Regions from separate parts of the Ovis aries genome. Here region 2 is linked to region 1. A link is a contact called in public Hi-C data. All regions are on one chromosome and are shown on one strand. Each heading gives the region's core, a stretch centred on a gene start, on an enhancer-like site or on the middle of the called end of the contact. The rest is flanking DNA. Distances are from core to core; before and after follow the strand shown.

Evidence for each region. Hi-C and Micro-C count contacts between places; a contact is called where the count stands out from the background.
Region 2: a Hi-C map of liver shows a contact between it and region 1, with 2.2 times the contacts expected there. The contact joins the promoter of CHCT1 here to the enhancer-like site in region 1. A contact is called at or near these places in 4 of 16 Hi-C or Micro-C datasets (liver, mixed tissues, muscle and 1 more).

Annotation. Positions count from the first base shown.
Region 1 is chr11:12,103,042-12,106,524 of ARS-UI_Ramb_v3.0, reverse strand. No RefSeq gene overlaps it. Among named protein-coding and RNA genes, the nearest start is that of PPM1D, 34 kb to the right of the region's middle. Within about 2 kb of position 1,919, at least 5 of the 54 cell types and tissues checked have an H3K27ac peak or open chromatin away from gene starts, as enhancers often do. A contact at or near this core is called in liver, where this site is marked.
Region 2 is chr11:12,243,679-12,247,161 of ARS-UI_Ramb_v3.0, reverse strand. CHCT1 (CHD1 helical C-terminal domain containing 1) reads left to right here and starts at 1,789. Exons shown (of 6, transcript XM_004012426.5): 1 at 1,789-1,839. The coding sequence starts at 1,789.

The DNA of each region.
Region 1 (3,483 bases), core at 670-3,169:
ACAAATATTAAAGAAAAAAAGGATGAAGGGGGAGAGAAAAGAATCCAGAACTGGACAAGGCGGAAGAGGAAAGGCTTTGATGGAATGGGAAAGAGGGTGAATGGAGATCCTGGACCATCCAAAAGGGAGCACCGACCTTCACTCCAGGGAGGAGCCCAGGACTGAGGCTATGGTGACATATGGTCTGCCTTCCTGCTGTCCTCCTAATTCTTATTCTGATAGCTCTAATGATTCTCTGAGTCCCCGACAGAGGCAAGAGCAAGCAGTCATGGCTATTGCCTTCACTCCAGGGCTTCCCTGGTGGCTCAGAGGTTAAAGCGTCTGCCTGCAATGCAGGAGACCTGGGTTCGATCCCTGGGTCGGGAAGATCCCCTGGAGAAGGAAATGGCAACCCACTTCAGTACTCTTGCCTGGAGAATCCCATGGTAGACTACAGTCCAAAGAGTCGGATGCAACTGAGCGACTTCACTTTCACTTTCCAGAGATGACACATGACAAACACGAAAATTCTAAGGACAGAAGGGAGTGCATGGTCCAGGCCCTATGCCCGAGGATCCCTAGTTCATTCCTACTCTTCCTTAGCCCCTTGTTTCCCTGCTTTTCTTGATACTCCCTGCTGCCCATGGGGCTTGCCCAGTAGCTCAGCGGTAAAGAATCCGCCTGCAATGCAGGAGACGCAGGAGACATGGGTTCAATCCCTGGGTCGGGAAGATCTCCCGGAGGAGGGCATGGAAATCCACGTCAGTATTCTTGCCTGGAGAATCCCACAGACAGAGGAGCCTGGGGGGCTACAGTCCATGGAGTCGCAAAGAGTCAGACATGACTGAAGGGACTGAGCACCAGCTGGCCATAGGGTAGATTTCCTTGGTAAATTAGAGGAAGGCAAAGGCCACTGTGGCTCTTCATTTCCCCCTGTGGTTTTGAGTCTCAGGTTCGGGAGTGGGGGCCCAGTCTCAATGCCAGGGTCACTTTTGAATCTTCACAGGATTACATTATTGTATCACTTTCCCTTTTCACCCTCTGGACTTCCCTGGTGACTCAGACGGTAAAGAATCCACCTGCAATGCAGGAGACCTGGGTTCAGAAGATCCTCTGGAGAAGGGAATGGCAACCCACTCCAGTATTCTTACCAGGAAAATCCCACGGACAGAGGAGACTGAAGGGCTACTGTCCATGGGATTGCAAAGAGTTAGACAGGACTGAGCCTCATTTTCATCCTCTAATTTCTCCAGACGAATAATTCCCCTCCTCTCACACTCCTTGAGAATGAGGTTCTAGATCTTGTTATTCATTCCCTAACCTTATGAAGAAAAATTATAGTTCATTAGGTGAACTTTCCTTGCAGTCCAGGGATTAAGCCTCCGAGCTCCCAATGCAGGGGTCAGGTTCGATCCCTGGTCAGGGAACTAGATTCCGCTTGCTTCAACTAAGAGTTTGCATGCTGCAAAAAAAAAAAAAAAAAAATCCTATTTGCCACAGCTAAGACCTGGTGCAGTCCAATACAATTTTTTTTAAGTTACTTAGGAACAGGAGGTACCCTTTACCATGGATATCCCTATGGCTTTCACCCTTTACCAAGGGACTGTTGTGAGAACGCATGCCTTCAAACTATAGGCAGTTTACTGGATCTCCTTAGCTTTCACTTTTGTTTTGCGAAGAGCCTGAAAGTCAGAAATCAGTGAATAAGACCTTCTTCATTTCCACATCTCTCCTGTGCAAACCTTGTGAATTCACACAGCATTTCAGGATCCCTGGAATATGTTAGAGATTTCCAGAGTGCCCCATGATTATCCAGTTCTCCAAGGTATACTCAGATTCCCAGCCTGCCTCTTGCTAACTCCACTGAAAGCAGAGCCTCAGGGAGCTGCTACGTTGCCAGTGGATGGCTATTGTTTTGATAATGCCCTGGGAGTAGGGTTATTTTGTTCTGTTGCGCTGAAGTCTGAGTCAAATCAAACAGCCACAACTGCCTAAGAATAGAGATTTTCCAGGGAGCTCCAAGTTCAGACAAAATATTGACTGTGCTCTGGGGGTGTTGCTTTTCAATGAGCTCCACAAGAGGTCAGTCCTCTCCATTGGCTGAGAGACTGCTGGCTTTCTGTGGCTACCACCCACCTGAGCTGGGGAGGGAGGGGATGGAAAGAGTATCCCATTCACAAAATACCACTGATCCCATTTTATAAGCACAGTCCTGTCGTTTCTCTCAGATAGATGATTTTCAGGTTGCTCTGTGGCTTTGGTTAGTTTCCCAAGTTCTAAAAAGGTTGATGTTCGTTGTTTTGCTTCTATTTTCACTGTTTTTTTTTTGTGGGAGAGTTTGTTCACTGAGGTCCTCCCTCTGTCATTCTGGAAGCTGATCTCCAGGCAAGCTCATTCCTAAACATGGTCCATTCTCACATATCCCCCACCTCTCAGCAGAGTCTTTACTTAGAGCTCGTCCTGCTTCCATCAGACTCAGAGTCAGTTGTGATTTAAACTCATTCTGGTGTGGACTATTTCAGTTATCCTTAAGGTGTACAGTTCTCTTAAATGGAACTTCCAGAAGTCACTGTGTGAGTGGAAGCTCACTGATTGAAACCGCCCTCCCTGGCCAGGCATCAGCTATTTGCATGAGTTGTTTCACTACAGGAGATGCTGGTAAGGAACACGGAACTAATAAGCCACCGCCAACCGGAAGAGTTCAGGAAAGGTCAAAAGGAGACACCACATGTCCGACCACCTCCCAGAATCCTTCTCTCCGGCATCCATCTTGGCTGAAGAAGGCGTGCACCACCAGGAAGGACTCTGAGTCAGAATGATTGGCTAAAGACAACGCGGAAACTAATCCCATCACCATAAAACCCGAGACTGCAAGCCATGTAGCAGAGCTGTTCTCCTGGGTTCCCTTACCCTGCTGCTCTCCACCTGGGTGCCCTTTCCCAATTAAATCTCTTGCTTTGTCAGCACATGTGTCTCCTCAGACAGTTCACTTCTGAGTGTTAGAGAAGAGCCTGGTTTCGGGCCCTGGAAGGGGTCCTGCTTCCCGCAACAGTTGGAACATATTCATCAGATCATCCCATTTCCCTGGCAATCCATGGTTAAGAATCTACCTGTCCAAAAAGAAAAAAAGAATCTGCCTGCCAATGCAGGAGACACAAGTTTGATCCCTGGTCTGGGAAGATCCCACATGCGAGAAGCAACGAGGCCAGTGCACTGCAGCTTCTGAAGCCCAAGTTCCCTAGAGCCTGCACTCCACAGCGAGAAAGAAGCTACCAGAACAAGAAGCCTGTGTGCCTCAACAAAGAGTAGCCCCTGCCACTAGAGAAAGCCCACGTGCAGCAACAGAGAGGCAGGGAAGCACACCCCCCTCCCCTGCCCCCCAAAAAATAGAACTTCCCACTAGCCTGCTGCGCAGCAGAAGACTGCTCACTGAAACAGCACCCTAGGCAGAAGGTGATAACTTGAGAACTGTTAAGTTCCCTGCACAAGTGCCCTGGCTGGAAC
Region 2 (3,483 bases), core at 540-3,039, 140 kb before region 1:
TACCCTTCTTAAAACAGCCGAAAAATAATCTTGAATTAATGTTCAGAGAACACACTTTCCAGTTTGGAAACAAACCCACCTTGTCCTCCCTCTAGGAAAGTCAAAGTGCAGTCGCTCAGTTGTGTCCGACTCTTTGCAACCCCATGGACTGTGGCCCACCAGGCTCCTCTGTCTATGGGATGTTCCAGGCAAAGAATATTGGAGTGAGTTGCCATTTCCTTCTCCAGGGGATCTTTCCGACCCAGGGATCGAGCCTGGGACTCCCTCATTGCAGGCAGATTCTTGACCATCTCAGCCACCCGGGAAGCCTACAACGTCTAGTTAAATATTCCTGTCAGTCGCAGGTACCGCCGCCAGATGGCGAGAGAGAGGCCTGGGAAGACCGTGCGGCAGCAAGTGTCTGCAGACTGCACGCTGACTCCTGCTGTCGAAGGCGGGGGAGAGCGCAGAACCGGCTGGAGAAAACGGGGCCCGGGCCCAGAAAACAGGAAGGGACCGGCCAGCAGAGGGTGTCCAGCGATCCAAAGAAGAAGATGCTGGTTAGGTGAGGGGACGGGGCGGCAGTCTTACCACCGCCCTGACCCGCCCGGCGAGCTGACGGGGGATGCAAGGGCCGCGTTAGAGACGAGGGGCGGCGTGGCCCCGCGCCCCGGAGCGCCTCCAGGACAAGCCGGCCGGGGAGACGCGCGGACCCCGCCAGCCCCCTCTACGCCTGCGGCCTGGCTTCCCCCGAGGGCGACGCAGGAGGGAAAAGCCAGGCCGGCCGGACTCCTACCCGAACCTCGGCGCCGCCCCTCGTGGCGGGGGACCCAAGGCAAATAACGGGAATTCTGTGCTTCTCGGGTGGTGGTTTCAGGAAATGGGATCACGACTGAGACCTGGGGCTTCCCAGCCGTGATCCCGGGGCTTCCCTCGTGGCAGGGTCGGTAAAGAATCCAGCTGCAATGCAGGAGACGTAAGAGACCTGGGTTCGATCCCTGGGTCAGGAAGATCCCTTCCAGAAGGAAATGGCAACCCACTCCAGTATTCTTGCCTGGAGAATCCCATGGACAAGGAACCTGGCGAGCAACAGTCCATGGGGCCTCACAAGTATCGGACACGACTGAGAGACTAAACCACCACCAGCCCTGGGACCTACCCCGGGGAAGAGGTACGAGGGTGGCTAGTATTTTCGTATACTTCCTAAGAACACCACCACCATCCACCCACAACCCAACACAGTGGGTTCCTTCCCTCCTGGAGGCTACGGACGATGGAAGAGAAGATGCATCCCGGGAGAGCTTGAGGATGCTACGTTCTCCCTGCATCCTCTTCCCCATTGTCCCCGGTCCGAAAAGGACGGCTACGAAACCTCTTCTCTCTCTCCTCTCGGGGGTGGGGGGGGAGCCCACAGGCGAGCCCACTCTGAAACCGGGGGGCGGGGGAGGGCTTGAATGGTACGAAGGCAGGAGAATTATTCCTAAAGCTTTACCCAAGTTCAAAATCGACAGCACCCGACAGTGCTCTTTGGAGAAGGGGTGCCCGCCCCTCCTGGGCAGCTGTGAGCCCCGACAAAGTCTGGGGTGCGCCTGGCCCAAGCTGCTGGCTTGCAGGGCGGGCTCCGGGGCACCCGGGGGAACCCGGGCCGCGTGGGGGAGGGGCGCTGGGCTCTGTGTTGGCCGTTGCCATGGTTTTGCCCCGAGTTCCGAGTGCCACTCCCTGAGTCACTGGGGGCCCAGAAGCAGGAGGTGGGAAGCCTGAGGGGACTCGGGGAGTGCCGCTGTGGAGCCCATCAGCGCTCCTGTTGAGATGGAAGCCTCTGATGGGCAGGCGGACGAAAGGGAGGAGCCTCTAGAGCAGGTCAAGTAGGGCTAAGGGTGTGAGGGGGGAAGGAAAGGAGGACCTCAGGGGCTGGCTTGGGAAGGCAGAGGAGTGTCAAGGAAGAAGACGGGGAGCGGGGGGGGGGTGGGGGGGGGCGGGAAATGGTGAGGTTCACCAGTAAGGGACTGAAAGAACAAGAGAAGGTTAACTCATCCAGACAGATGCTTATCCAGGACATAGATACCTGGCAAGATGATGGGGGAGATTCCTGGCAAGACGATTGTCAGTTATGAACACTCACAGGCTGGTGTGTGTGTGTGTGTGTGTAATGGGTCATAATCTGTCTGGTTTGTATGGAGTGTTTATCCAGTTGACCCACCAGGGTTCCCTCTCTCTGGAGTCTGGTGGAGCCTGTGTCCTATTCTCTCTGCATCTTTCTCCCGCCCTTTCCCTGAAATCTCCCTGTGCCCCCTGAACACAGGCAGGGCTTCACGCTCTCTTGTGTTCCGGCTCCCCCGTGAGGCACGCAGGATCTTAGTTCCTTGACCAAGGATTGAACCTGTGTCATCTGCAGTGGAAACCTGGAGTCTTAACCACTACGCCGCCAGGGAAGCCCCCACGCTCCCTTTTCTGGGAGGCTTTTTAAAAGGCAGGTGTAAATCTCATGTCAATCTAATTCTGTGCTCTGACTTCAAGTGTTATTCTGAAGTCACCTCATTGTGATTCATTTTCAACTTCTTTTGCTCCAGCTTGCTGCCAGCAAGATCCTTCTCATCATCACCATTACTGTCACCCACTTTCCTGAGGGCCTGTTAGTCTGGCAAGAAGCTAAAGATTAGGGATACAAAGAACTGGGCCTGGGACTTAGGAACTCAATAAGTGTTTGTTGAATGAGCAAGTAAATGAATGATGATCCTTTCCCCCAAGGAGTTACTTAAGCATCTCGGGTACCCTCTGCTCATCTGTAACCAAAAATAAAGAGTTCTAGCCTTACAAAATCTGTGGGAGAATAAAATGAGTTAATGTTGGTACTTCCTTGAAGGTCCAGTAGTTAAGAATCCTCCTTGCAAATCAGGGGACATAGGTTCCATCCTTGGTCCAGGAATATCCCACATGCCTCAGAGCAACTAAGCCCCTGAGCCTATGAAGCCTGCAAGCCCTAGAGCCATGCTCCACAAGGAAAGCCATTGCAAAGAGAAGCCTTCATACCGCCACAAAGAGTGGCTCCTGCTTGCCACAACTAAACAAAGCCCACATGCAGCAATGAAGACCCACTATGGTCAAAAAAGTAAATAAATTTAAAAAAAATTTAAAAAAGAATCCACCCTCCAATGCAGGGGACCCAGGTTCCATCTCTGGTTGGGGAACTAAGATCGCATATGCTGTGAAGTAACTAAGCATACTCACTGCAACTAGAGAACCCAAGCTCTGCAACTAGAGGGAAAGCCCACAAGCCACAATGAAGACCCAGTGCAGTCCTCTCCTCAAAACAAAGAAGTTAACCATACACAGAAAGAGTTCAGTTCAGTCTCTCAGTTGTGTCCAACTCTTTGCGACCCCATGCACTGTAGCACACCAGGCTTCCCTGTCTATCACCAACTGCCGGAATCTACCCAAACCCATGTCCATTGAGTTGGTGATGCCATCCAACCATCTCATCCTCTGTCGTCCCCTTCTCCTCTT